Linked DNA regions of Mus musculus: region 2 is linked to region 1. Evidence: chromatin contacts called from public promoter capture Hi-C data. All regions are on one chromosome and are shown on one strand. Each heading gives the region's core, a stretch centred on a gene start, on an enhancer-like site or on the middle of the called end of the contact. The rest is flanking DNA. Distances are from core to core; before and after follow the strand shown.

Region 1 (7,320 bases), core at 3,081-5,580:
CACACACACACACACACACACAGAGCAACATCTATTACAGCCCTGTTTGTATAGTAGAAAACCAAGAGAGTAAGTCACCTGTATAAATACCCACTGTGTGCTTCTAAATCCCGCATGCCCACTGTGTGCTTCCAAACGCCTCACTGTCTTCAGTTACCCCTTGCATGTATCCAGCCCCGCCCCCATAGGCCTGCATCACCACAACCAAAATGGGGGTATTTGTATATCAGTAGATTTTTACTTGTTTACTTGTGAATAAAATACCAGTCTTTGAGCACATGGGAAAGTGTGATGGGTTAACAATGGTCTACAGTTAAGGCGCAAAGGGGGAGGAAATGGCATCAGTCATAATAATGCAGTAGGAATTGGAGGTCACTCTGTTGAGTGAAATAAGCCAGCCATAACCACATAACTCAGGGTTGGACTTTCAAAACGTTCTTCTTACAGCCATTGAGAGACAAACAGTGTTTCCTGGAGACTGGGAAGACTGGGAGAAAAGTGGGGAAATGGGGAAAGGCTGTGTAACAGGTCGCAAGTCCTAGTTAGGAGGACTACAAAGTTCATGTGCTTGGTTGCACAGTAGGTTACTATTTTAATATATTTAAATTTGAAGGGATAGATATGTTTACCCTTTATTAAACACAACAGAATAAGTACATAAAAGTATGAACTATCACATGGTATCTCATAAATACACAACAGGTATATGGAGTAAGTAAAAATTTCAAATAGTTGACAGCTTTGGGGAAAAACAAAACTGAATCATTTCTCCTTCCACCTATATGGTAGGCCAGCTCTCGAGGTGGGGGATTTTGATCTCAGAAGGAAAACAAGTTAATACTCTCTCTCGAAATCCCACGAAGTTGTTGTATGAGTACCTCAGTGCCCCTGAGGTGGCAATGCCTCCTCCTGCATCGTTGAGTGTCTAGGAGCCCAACAGTAAGATGTGTGACCTTGAAGAACATAGGTTGTGTCTAAGGCTCATGGTGGGGCATTTTGAAGGTCTTGGTACTTTGGAGAAGAAAGGACTTGTGGAGCTGAAGGCCAGAGGCTCTCCTTACTCACTGTGGACGGCAAATTTTTGGAAACTTCTCTGATCTTCCAGATATGTGAACGTGTGAACCTGAAGACGATAATGGAATCTGAAGCTACTTACATGAGCAGACCTTCATTTGCAAAGACTTAGAAAATGAAATGAGTGTCTGGAGAGATGCTTCAGCAGTTAAAGAGCCCTTGTTGCTCCTGCAGGGGGCTTGAGTTCAATTCACAGCACTTACCTGTGAGTCAGCCATCCGTAACTCCAGTTCCAGGGGACCACATGCTCTTGTCTGACAGCTGAAGGCACCAGTCATACATAAAGTGAGTAAGTCATTTTTGAAGAAAACAAAAGCAAATGTAATCTGGGTTATAAAACTATTAACACTCATTGGGTTTAGCATGGAGTCAGTAAATGCCAACTAGCTACCTAACTGACTACTCAGCCTTTTGTGTTTAATACCAGTGGTGGATCTTTGTTAGTGTTATCTTGCTTTCTGTGTCTGTTGCAATGCTAATTGGTACCAGGGGAGTGAGGACCCCGGTTTAGGAAACCATGAGGACTTGGTCTGCACTGCATGGAAGTGTGTCACCCCTAACTAAGCAGGTGGTTTCCACTGGTCCTTGTCAGTCTGTCTCCTCCCTTGTCCTCTGCCCCTCCCCACTACTTTTTCACATTTCCCATGTGTTTGCTGACAGCCTTCCCCATGCTCGATGACATGGAAAAACAGAACAGGAAATGTGTGCTCCTGGTCTTGAGTACCTTGAAGGCCAAAGGCAGAGAAGGAAGTGATGTGGTCGGTGCAGAGACAAGAGTGGTCTTGGCTCAACTGGACATCTCTGTCTTCCAAATGGAGGGAATTAAGTTTTCAGTCAAGACATTCAAGGAACAAACTTGGGGAATGTTCTAAAGGCAGAAACTAGATCAGCGAGTCACAGGATCCATCTACTGGATCCCAGCCAACCTGAGACTGCACTTCTCTTTGCACTGTGCTGCAAAGACAAGGGAGTGATTTGCTCATCGTAGGCTTGTTTGTTTGAATTATTTTATTTTTAATTTTGTAAACTTTACTAATTAAAAACTTGAAAATAAGTGAAAACAACACACACCAAAGGTAAGCAGAGCTGACTGCAAGAAATTGACACCATTTATGTCAGAGGATATAAAGCCAATCATTTTTCTAGTTCTAGTTATGTCATGGTGTTCTTTTTTGTTTGACTAGTGGGTAGGAGCATAGAAAGTAGTCGGTTCTTAAAGTATAAAATGTAGTGTGAAATTTCACAGTTTCCATTCCAGTGCCCATTCTAACTGTATGGATGCTCACTGAATTGTATAGATGTTGTGTCTGTTGAATTTCTGTGTATGATTTGGACGTTATCTTCATCTGTCACAAGGGAAAGAAGATGGCTCGAGATTAACTGGGACATTGCACCATGGAACGTTGGTCCCACACTGCTCATTCTGGGACTTAGCATTTAGTGTTGTCGTGGGTACAGTTTCGAAGAACTTACTGGTGAGCTCCCTCATCCCCTGTACCTCCACCTCAAGAGGCCTCCAAGTGAGACTGGGGAACTAGCAGGGAGAGAGAGCCCAGTTCTCCCTCATAGCTCAGCTTTGCTCTGCAGAGGTGCAGTCAGGCGGCTTTGCTCTGCAGAGGTGCAGTCAGACTTTTGCGACATCCTAGCTGTTTCCACTGTGCCACCCAAAGGTGACTCTAGTTCAGTGCCACCATGCACGGTTTTACACTAGACCTGTGATTACTTGCCCACTTTCATCTCATTTTGAACCAAGTAACTGTAATCGGGGACTGTTTTAATAATCCAGCAAGCCAGATATGGCTCTTATAACCTCAGCACTGGGATGCTGAGGCAGCATGGCAGGGTGAGTCAAGCCTCTCACACAAACACCAACAGCAATCAAATTAAAAGAAGACTGTGGGATGTAGCTGGCTTCTTAGTGTTTCCCCGTCTTTTATGACTCCCCTGCGCTCCACCCAGCCTCGCTTGTAGCTTGCCCTTGCTGGCCTGGGGAAGTGGATGCAGAAGAATCAGAACCAAGTTTGTCTTTAGCTACAACATTCTGAATTGAGTCCAGCCTAGGCCTACATGAGACCCTCAGAGATCTGTCTGCCTCTGCCTCCTGAGTGCTAGGCTTGAAGGCGTTTGCCACCACCACCCCGCACTGGTCTTCCTGTCTTATTCTGCCTGAATCCAGAGCCTTGTTCAAGCCAGGATGGCACTCTACCCACTGAGCCACACCTTCCTACATCAGGGCGTTCTTTAATTATAATTTTTAAATGCCTTGGTCATGGAGAATTGAATAGCTAATTCACCCCTTAAAAACAAAATTTCCTAGAAATATTTAACGCCATTAGTAAATAGACTTTGGCATTTTACCAATTAGGAATTATTTACTTTTAAATAGTCAGTATGTGGGGCTGTTTGCACTAACCTGGATAATTTTTTTTAAGCAAAGACAAATGATAAAATATGGAAATGCAGTTTGCATACTTTAAAATCATTATTCTTGCTAAAAAAATTTCAGCTAAAAATATAAATCAGGACAGACAACTGATAGTAGCACATGCTTCATAGGTTTTATCACTGTTGCTCAGACCACACCCTGGAGGGAGAGACTTCTGAACATTGAGATGCCCCGTCTTAAACCTTTGGAGATTGCCATAAAGTCCAGGTGACCCTCACAGATGCAAAATGACACAAAGCACGATTCCAATTCTGAAAATTGTTAAAAATACAAACCCACACCTAACTTCCAAACATTACCATCAGGCTGTGGCCATCCACTTCCTCTTTCCTCTTGACCCTTAGTAACATCCGCGGATGGACTGTTCTCTGTTCTTTCACTGGGGCCGTTGGATGATGGGATGTAGCAGCCAGGGCAGTGCACGACAGGCCGGAGGGGCTCAGCCTCTCTCTGCCAAGCCCTGTGGATAACGGATGGGCTGTCAGCAGTGTGGCTGACACGGCCCACACTCCCCTCCACAGGCTTCTTTCCCAGTGGACAGTCTGGCCAGCTGTCTGGGCAGCAGGAGAAGTCGTTCATCTCCAAGTGAGACCTGTGGGAAAATCCTCACTGGCCCATAATTGATTCCACTCTGCCAGCCCCATCACTGAAAGCTGCACTGAGACTAGCAGCGGCTGGGGAGGGCAGCTTGCTAGGGGCTGCTGGGCCGAGAGTAAAGGCCGTTAAGGCCGCCTGCAATTAACACTAATCTCAAAATTGGCCTCTGACAGCAAAGACTAGCACCTGACAGCTAATTACTTGTGTCAGGCTGATGTGCACTTCATATGGAAAGGATATTTATCAGAGACTGGCGTCACCCCTCCTCCATTTAGATTGGTTCTTCTTAGCAGGAGAAGTGAGGAATTGTTCTGGCTTCCTTCCCAGAAGTCCTGGAAGTTCTCAGAGTTGATCTCATAGAAAGGCTAACCTTTGTAGGGCCTGGTGCAAGGGCTGCTGAACCATTTCACCTGTGCTGAAGGCAGTGACAGCAATAGGCAATGCAGCTCAATGTAGCAATGGCAGATGGAGAGTCCAGCTAAGCTGCTCACCATAAGAGCCTCACCATGGAGAGAACTCATACATGGCTTATTTTGCAAATGGAATTCTGAAAGTCAGCTGCCTTGGTGAGTTTTCAATGTTTTCACAAAGTTTCATGTAGCTTCTAGAACATGTATGTGTGACACACATGGGTGTATTTCATTAAGAGGGTGGTTTAAGTTGCCTTCCCAATAATAAAAGTGAGTGGGGGGGGGGAGCTGGGGAAGAGCTGGGATGGGGGTTGGGGGGAATCGGGTGGGGGTTGGGGGAGTGTCCATAGGACTGTGGCAACCCATTGTAAACTCCAGTCCACACACATTTAGTTCTTCACATTGGTTGATTTAGTGTGTGTTTTTATAGGTTTATGTGTAAGACACTTTTGTCTGCACACCTACAAGTGGCATCAGATTCCATTACAAACAGTTGGGCAGCACTTGGTAGTGCTGGGAATTGAACTTGGAATCTCCAAAAGAGCAGCCAGAGCTTTTAACTACTGTGTCATCTCTCCCGGCCCCTGTGAGAAGCCTGCGTGCGGAAGCACACAGGTGGAGCCTACGTTTGTATGGAATAGACAGCAGCTACCAGGCTGAGAGCCAGAAAATAGCCAGGAGGCAGGCAGGCAAAGGAGAGGCTCGGAGGCAGTGGAGTGCAGAGAAAGGAAGGCCATGTATCCAGTGCCTGCTATGGGGAAAATCAGCTGGGCTGAAGCCTAGCAGGAGTCTGACCAGAACGAGGCTGATGAGCAAGACCCGTGGTCAGCCTTCCCAAGGCTGCACCCGAAGGTTTCCATTTCAGCACTTTACTTTTTAAAATTAATTAATTAATTAATTTATTTATTTGTTTTACTTTAACTAGGCCTGAATTTCACTTCTGGTCTCAATGTTCTGTTGAAGACCATACCAAAGAAACCGCTGAGAGACAGCAGGCCACAGTCCTGTGTCTCGGCTGGCTGAGTCCTCGAGTGTTAACTTTTTGTTTATAAAATGTCGTCTTCCCCATTCAACTCCATCTCCTCCATCCATGTAAATCTCAGTTTCAAAGGATTCTCTTCCCCAGCCCTGTGCTAGGGGCGAGGAGATAGCAGGAGCTCTGTGAGATTTCCCAAAGCCCGTGTGTCTTGAACAGAGAGCAAACAGGAAACAGGTCTTCTGAAAACCCAGGAAGGTAGAACTTGTAACTGTTTAAAACGTCAGAATTTTCCAAGTCATCATTTATATGAATTTTGAACGAATTTTGAATTTTTAATATCATTTATTTATACGTGTACACAATGTGTCTCCATAGTTTCCGGCACCCCCACCCCCCCACACACACACACCCTCTCACTCCCACAGGAATGATGTGTTTCATAGTCAAAGAAAGTATGACGCCATCCAGACCTTCATGACATAGAGCCATGGGGATAAGATAATCGGGCTTGCGCATTGAGTCCTTGGAGTCTCTGGGGCTGAGCTCAGGCTTTGTGTGGTGAGTGAGTCTTCTCACTGCTGTTTCCAAATACATAGCAAGAAGCAGCTGAAGTGGCTGGAGACGTGGCCCAACAGGTGGGGGAGCTTGCTACTCTGTCTCGGGAGCTGACACCCAAAGTCACCTATAAGTCAAGTTCCAGGACCTTAGGAGCACCTGAACACAGGTGCAAAATACTCATGTCACAGGGGCATGTGCCAGTGAGAACAGTAACTATCATCTTACAAAGAAACAATGTAAAAGAGTTTAAGATGACCATAGTCCATCTTGGTAAAGAAAGATGGCAGCAGGAGTGTGAGCTGGCCCGGGATCCCTCCCTCCCTGGAATTTCACTGGATTAGGGAGCAGAAAGAAGACAGGAAGCAGGGTAGAGGGGAGAATTGTAAAACTTAGTGACTCGCCTCTTCTAGAGAGGCCCCACCACAAAAGCTTACACAGTCACTCAAAACAGCATCATCAGCAAATACACAACCCTGGGGGCTGGGGGGGTGGGGGGAGGGGTTGCCGCACAGGCCTGAGCACATGGACAGAGCCGTTGCTTCCTCAGAACAAGCTGTGCAAAACAGTTCTGCTCTTTGCAAATCAAGTTACTGAGATGGTAAGGAGTTAGAAGCTGGGGAGATGGCCCAGTAAATAGAGACACTTAATGTGCCAGCCTGGGAACCTGGGTGCGCGCGCACACACACACACATCTCACACAGGCAAATGACCACATCAGGCAGCCAGAACAAATCTGGCTAGAATGTTCTGCAGCTCCCGTGGGCCACATTTGTAGGTAGTAAGCTCGATTAGCCTGTATCATTTCAGAACAGATCCATCCTCCCAGGCCCACATTTTCCGTGTCTTGGTAGACTTCTCAACACAAATGCAATGACTACTCCAATCCTACTGCACCTGCCCCCAAGGGAGCCAGATCCTTCCAGAAGTTTGAAAGGAAACCCTAAAAGCCTTCTCAGATTTAGTTCTCAAAGGTCAAGACACAGCTAACAAAACAGACAGTGGGGCCGGCCACTTCTTGCGAACACAGGCCATGAGAGGGATGAGCCTAAGAGAAATCAACCATGGGAATGGATGCACCATCCTCAGCGCATGCGCCCAGTTCTGCTCTCAGCGCATGCGCCCAGCACTGCTATGACTGTAACTGGGCCCGAGTGGCTGAATTATGACTGCCGTCAAGCCTGGCTAGTGCTCAAGGAGCTTTACCGTCGCGGAAGTCCTGTCAAGTCTCCAGGCACCAGCACAAAATAAGTCTAAAA
Region 2 (7,320 bases), core at 1,262-3,761, 1.6 Mb after region 1:
AAGGCCAAGAAGCAAAGTTCTATTTTGCTTAGGTATTTGGCAAGTCATTGCTTGGAGACACTGAGGGAAAGCACACAGATCCACTCACCGACTAAAGCAAGGACATTATTGGAGCATTAGTTATACAGGATGCCACGGTTCCAGAAGACTAAGTTTCCGTGAACTTTTTGCCTCTGGACTGCCTCCAGGTATCTAGTCCTGTCACAGGTGTCACAACTGGAGTGGATATAGCAATGTTCTATCTATCTATCTATCTATCTATCTATCTATCTATCTATCTATCCATCCATGTATCTATCTATCTACTATCTATCTAGCCATTCATCCATGTATCTATCTATCTACTATCTATCTATCTATCTATCTATCTATCTATCTATCTATCTATCTATCTACCTATCCATACACACACACACACACACACACACACACACACACACACAGAGAGAGAGAGAGAGAGAGAGAGAGAGAGACACACACACATAGTTGGTGAGCCTATTTAGCGTTGTTTGTTTGTATATATGTTTAGAGCTGGCCCACTGGGATTGGATAATCCCCACCCTGGATGAAGTGCAGCAGGCTGCTAAAAGCTGCTAAGAGAAGGATGGTCTTTCCATGGAGGAGCCCCCGTAGGATCTAGTACTTTCAAGGTCATCACAACTTCTCCTTCATTTCATGTTAATTAATTAAACAAATATTTAATGAGTTTCTGTTCTTAGTGGGGAAGTTGTATAAACAATGAAAAGAACAGAATCTTACTGTGTAGCTCAGGCTAGCTTGCTTGGACTACAGGAGCGCGGTACTAGACTTAACTGGGAAGACCGAAGAAGAAAGATTTAAGCCTGAAGTATCTCTTCCACTCTGATTGCCTGTGTGAATTCGGCCCAGCTACCAACTGAGTCTGAGGTACTTCATTTGTTGGAATAAATAACTATTTTCATCCTAAAAAGAGCAGTCCTGAGGCAGCTTCACAAAGACACCTTTGAGGGCTTATGAATGAGCCGGCAGGATTTTAAAAAAGATGTTTACAATAAACATGTAGAAATAGCTGTTCTGTCAAGTCTATCTACACGTAGTTGATATCTATGACACATAGAGGGTGGACAACATATTACAGTGGTTACTACCAACTGTAAGAAGTAAGTTCCAGCTGGATTTCCCAGCATCATAGATACAGAACACACCCATCAAAGGGGAGGCCAAGTGTCCAGCAGTGGGGACAGCTGCACGATGAGATGTGACCAGGGAAGTAAGCGTAGAAACGTGCACTAGGCGCTTTCAGATAGTTAGCAAAATATTGGTGATGTCGGATACTTACCAAATGAGAGCAAAGTGTATGTTATTAACCATGCACTTTAAATAGCCAGTAAGATATGACAGGAGCCTGCAGCTATCTATTATGGAATGTGTGTGTGTGTGTGTGTGTGTGTGTGTGTGTGTGTCTTACTAGTAATCTTAATGTTCAATTTTTGGCAAAAATTCCAGCTAGATAGAGTGACGTTGGATACAAATGGATTAATTAGCCATGATGGCATGCAGATTGGTTTACTGGTCTTAGGATTGAAGGATGCTGTCTGTATCACAAATAGATTCTGATGATATTGATCAAATATGGCAGTGTGGCGTTTAAGGTGAATCATTGTAAACAGACTAAATGCCGCAGGCTGCTTCTTGGCAGTGTACTTCAAATAGGTTTCCAGTTGTATTCAAGCATCTAACCAAAGGCTTTTCTTCCCCTCCAAGAGGTGGGGCAGATAAAACCTCCATGGAGGAAAGATGATTTCTTTTTCTCCAGGGTATTTTCTACTCTCCGTTACTTGGATATCCATGTAAATGTGTTTGACAAAGACCCAAACACAAGAGTAGCCCCATTTAAGATTCAAATACACAGTAGTCACACTGTACACTTGGTATTCCTAATTATAGAAACGAATATGACCATCAAGCACGTACAGAAGTCTTTTGAGAAAAGAGGTGGCCACCATCTTCCACCTACTTGAAGTCTTGTGAAGATCAGCTTTTGGGACTGGCTGTCCTAGCCAGCACAGCCTCTGCTGTGCCCACACCGTCGTGGTGGGAGAGGTCTGTGTCCTGGATAGGACACATACTCAGAGGAACGTGGCAGAATATTCTTGTACATATGAAGAGATCGGAAACAGGAACATTGTGAACTCTCACACACTCTCAAAAGAGCACTTTGTATATCCAGGTAAGCCACCTGCTCTCAAGTCTTTTCGGCCTGGCTAGACACCCTCAGAGTTTGATGGATTTGCTTTTCTTTGAGCCACTTTCTCGGTAGTTTCTCCTGGATGTGTCCTAGTGAGATAAAGCAGTCCCTTGCTCCTGGCCAACTTTTCTCGGTTCCCTGACTCCCAGAGGGCGGTGGCGTCGGCTGCCCTGCCCCCCCTCCCGGGTAGTTATTCGAGGGCGGGGCCGAGCCCGGCCAGGAAATGCCCAAGAGTGGGTGTCACCTGCCGAAACAACTTGTTGATTCCCAGGAGCTCTGTCGGCTCCGACTGTGGCTTACCTGTCTCCAGAGCGCTGGGACGCTCGTCCCCCACTGCTCAGCCATGAGCAAGTTGGGTAAGTTCTTTAAAGGGACCCGCTCCTCCCGGGCCCGGGCGGCTCCCAGCGCCCAGGAAGCCCTGGCTCGCCTCCGGGAGACGGAGGAGATGCTGGCCAAGAAGCAAGAGTACCTGGAGAACCGAATCCAGAGGGAGCTCGCCTTAGCCAAGAAGCACGGCTCCCAGAACAAGCGAGGTAAGCTGCGCCCCAGGACATGCGTCTCTCACCCACTCTCAGCCCTTCCCTGGGGACCATCTTCATCTTGGAGTCTGAATCCCTCCAGGACTGCTGACTTGCCTTTCTAGGAACCGACCTGATCTCCAGGGCCTGGTGATTGAAGTGAGCTAAGCTAGGCACTTGCCAGGCTGGCAATATGTTTAACGCCAAAAATTCTAGTAATCAAGATGAGCAACATTATTATGTAATATTTAAATGACTCAAATCAATCCATGATGAGCCTGGAATCAAAACTTTAAAGTCAAAATGAATATTACTGACCATTTTTCTCTGGTCTTGAACTCATGTCTGGGATTTTAATGGTACTTCCTTTGCTAAAATTCGTTTTTATGTGCTATTTTGCTCATCGACTTTGTTTATTGTTTTTGAGTTTTAAGAATATTGCATTCAAAGGAAGTTTAACTTGTGAGAGTGTTTTCTGGTACCCACTTGGGCTTCACTTTTGGCTCACCACTTCCTAGCCCAGCTCTGTTGACTCCCATTGCACACCAGGTTTCTCCTGTAGGTTTGTGTTCAGGTCACATCCAGTGTCTGTGTAAATTCATCTTAGGTGACGCGTGTCCTGGGATGTTCTGGTTTATCTTGGTGCTCTGCTGTTGAAAACTTCAGTTGCCTGCTGTGCGGTTGTAATCTTTAAAAAAAAAAAAACAACAACAACAAAAAAAAAAACAGAATCAAGGCATTAAAGATTAAGTTTCCTATCTGGCTTTTAGTACACACAAAGGACTTTGAGTCAGAAATGACTTGGTGAAGCAGTCACGCCTTGAACCTTTTGCTCTTTGTCAGAGTTCATTTGTGCAGCATACTGCTTGCTCTGTAAGGATAGGTCTCAGCAGCTCACAGTGGTGCGTGCATGCAAACCCAGGGAGGAGAGGAGCGATGAGCTTTTAATACCAGGGCAGTGGAGGACAGCACCCCCCAGCAACTCCCTGCCCCAAACTGGAAGTGGCAATGGCTTTGCTTGCTCATCAACTCTGAGGATTTGTGACCCTGTGTCTGGCTTCTTTACCAGAAATGGTTGGTGGAAGGAACCTTTCTCCTCACGCCCTCCTCTTTCCCCCATCTCTCCTGTTCATCTTTCATGGTCTTGTGGGTACCGAGGGCAGAGCCCAGTGCCCCGTGCATGCCAGGCAAGTGGCACACCCTGTCCAGGTCAGTCACTGTGAGGCCCTGGGAAGGATTAGCTCATTCCGATGACACTCTTTTGTTCAACCCCGCCTCAGGGAGGTGACCTTGGCTCCGTATCTTCTTATAAAAGTGGGCCTGGATATACACGCTCTTGTCATCAGGACAAAAAGACCAAGTTTCATTCTTTGCTATTGCCTGTGACTTTAGCCACAGGACAGCATGGCTTAGAGTTAAGGACTGGTTTCTATTTTTATTCCATGTTGAGAATATTTTGGGAACTTATTCGGTGACATTTTCTAAAGAGAGACGGTGCCGTTGTTATAGCTGGCTATAAAGTCAGTGTTCGTGCTGTGACTCCAGTCTTCCTCACTGGCTAGCTGTGCACTCTGAATACTTGTGGAGTTTCTGTCACAGCACAAACACATGGTCATTTGTTTGGAACTGTGTGCTCCTTTGCTTCTAGTAGTAACTCAGTAAATGTCTATTTAATATGAGAATTTGAACATCTACTTCTAGGAATTTGTAAAAATGTAGATTTGCTTTCAGAGAGTGAAATGTAACACACTATGGGCTACATTGGTTCCCAGTGGCCTTAAGGTGTATCACAAGCTTACACGACAAACAAGGACAAAACATTTGAAGAGAATGCTGAGTACCAACCCAGCTTCCCTAAATTGGGGAAGTTACATATGCACTGTGAGCAAGCAGTAATTGGAGCAAGAATTGATTCATCATCATTTAGATATGAGAGTTCAATGTTGTTAGCCCAGGCCTGGGCTCCAGAGGTCCCGGGAATAAGCAGAGGCTGGCTTGCATGAGACCATCTTTAATATAAGCTATGGGTTGAATTTGGTCACAGTCCTATGCATTAGACGCACCATCAATAGAATCGCGTCTCCAAATAAACCCGATAACTCCAGACACACACAGCCATTCCCTTCCATTAGCTGCTAAGAATACTTTCAGATATATAGGAAAATAAGACCCAAATTACTGAGCACTACAAGGACCCTATGCTACATAATGGCACTGCTAGATTAGCTGTAATTTACATTGTAATCTGAGAGACACAATGTATTCTCCGTTGAAGCTTTACTTCCATAGATGGCCACCTAATGTGTCAAACATCCTAGCTGAATGTATTATATATTTCTGGTAGTATTATACCAGAAACCGCAAGTTCTTCAGTGATGAATGTCTCCACAGCAGAAACATAGACAGCATTTTGAATACCCAAAGGGAATTTTACTGGTGAAATGGTTAACTTTTATTTTTTGTTTATCTTTTCTTGTTTTTTAAAAGACCTAGAATTCTTTGACAGTGAAGACAACAAATAAAGCAGGGACAGCTGCTCTGAAACCCAAGCACTGAACTACAATGCTAAATAATTTGTGTCATAAGAACCATATGAACTTCCTTAAGAAACGAATTCAAGATGCTAATAAGCCCCCCCCCCCCCAAGGGAGGCTCCTGGAGTGTTGCTTCTGGGGTAAACAGAGGGCCTGGGAAGTGGATATTTCTCACTCAGGTTTCTGAATGACAAAAGAAAGAGAGAGAATAGGAAGGGGACAGACCCTCCAATTTGCCAGCTCTTTGACTGTCAAATCATAAATTGTTAAGTTTAATGGACATCACTCTGGTTCAGGGTGACCAGTCTGGCCTTGCATTCAAAGAGACCTGCTGTCCCTGAACTACAAATTCAGAGATTAAAGTCATGCATCACCACTCCTGGCTACTATATATGTATGTATGTGTGTATGTATGTATGTATGTATGTATGTGTGTGTGTGTGTGTGTGTATGTATGTATGTATGTATGTATGTATGTATGTATGTATGTGTGTATGTGTGTGTGTGTGTGTGTGTGTGTGTGTGTGTGTGTATGTATGTATGTATTGCATTTGGGGGCGAGCAATCAAGACAGGGTTTCCCTGTGTAACAGCCCTGATTGTCCTGGAACTTGCTTTGTAGACCAGACTGGCCTTGAACGGACAGAGATCTATCTGACTCGTCTCCTTTGTGCTGGGACTAAAGCTGTGTGCCACCATGCTTAGCCCTAGCTACTTTTTAAATAAGTGAAATACACGCCAAAAATAGACCTCACTGGTGAAATTACAAATACTCTAAATATGTGGATTGATTACAATGGCTTAGGGGTACTTTCCAGTTCTCCAGGTTTGAACAGGTGATGGGAATTTTTTGGATCCATAAATAAATATCAACATGGTACCTGTTTGATCTCAAATTGGGGACAATGTCTGGTCACTGGTTGGCATGGATTCTGATGGAATGTTCCCTCCATAGGGCATATTCCAGGGACTGTCACTGCCTGCTTTGGTATTTAAGCACCCTTAAGGATAGCGTTAGAGCTTCACTGATCTTGTAAATCAGATGAACAACTTACTACAGAATATTTGTTTAGCTACACACATGCTGATCCATTTTTCTCGAAAATTAGTTGAATTATAACTAGCAGTAAGGAAATGAATGAGTGGCTAACTCTGACCTCTGACCTCAGACTTCTTTAGAGGCTATCATTTGCCATGTTTCAGAAAGTCTGTGGAGTGCACAGAACCAAATGGCCTCTGCACCTGCAGTGTCACAATAGGCAAGGAGCTGATGATCCCAATGAGGAAACAGCTGGAGCAAGATTTATAATTTCATTAAAAGCTTCAGGAGGCCTGAGATGTTTAAGTACAGTTTATTCAGATTGCTAGAACTCTTGCTTAATACCTAGTGATCTGTTTTGGGCAAAAGCAGACTTATTATATATCACTTATTCTTTCCCGACTTCTTTATCATGTCACTGAGAGCAGTGTATGATCCCGTCTGTTTACTGAGGTCACCTGGACAGCAGTTCCTACCCCAGACTGACTGTTTGGAACTGGACTCAAGTATCAGATTTTCAAAAACAGGGCTTCCAGTTGCTCTGCCTTGTGTGGGAAATCTAAGTCCATTGTAATTTTCTACCGTTAATGATGTTGAAAATCTAGGTCTCTCCCTCTTCCTAGCTTCCCTAGTCCTTTCCCCATCCCAGGACCCAAGAGCAATGAGTATTTGTTTGCTTCTTTGAGATAGGGTAAGCATCCCAACTCTTGATGCCCCAGGCTGGTGGTCTCAGAAACTGACTTGAGTGAAATCTTAGCACACGTTAAGCCCATGTTGACATGTTGCTTGGGCTCCACCCCATAGAGGTGTCTGTGTCTGTATTTCTTCTTGAGGTGGTTTTTTGTTTGTTTGTCTTTGTTTTTGTTTTATGTCATCCCAGATAGATGGCTGGAATGCAATACTGCAGTTTAATTTTTATAATTTGACACAGAGTTCTGGGTGCTGTCATTCTGAGCCTCGGCTTTAGAGCAGTCAGCTCTTCTTTGGTTTGTAGTTCTCCCAG

Evidence for each region. Capture Hi-C pulls out chosen DNA fragments and counts their contacts.
Region 2: a promoter capture Hi-C map of liver shows a contact between it and region 1, with 7 times the contacts expected there. The contact joins the promoter of Chmp4c here to the promoter of C230057A21Rik in region 1.

The regions. Positions count from the first base shown.
Region 1 is chr3:8,732,309-8,739,628 of GRCm38.p6, forward strand. It overlaps C230057A21Rik (a long non-coding RNA gene), which reads right to left and starts at 4,331. Exons shown (of 3, transcript XR_878672.2): 1 at 3,820-4,331; 2 at 1,278-1,335; 3 at 46-1,123.
Region 2 is chr3:10,364,462-10,371,781 of GRCm38.p6, forward strand. It overlaps Chmp4c (charged multivesicular body protein 4C), which reads left to right and starts at 2,512. Exons shown (of 5, transcript NM_025519.2): 1 at 2,512-2,760. The coding sequence starts at 2,571.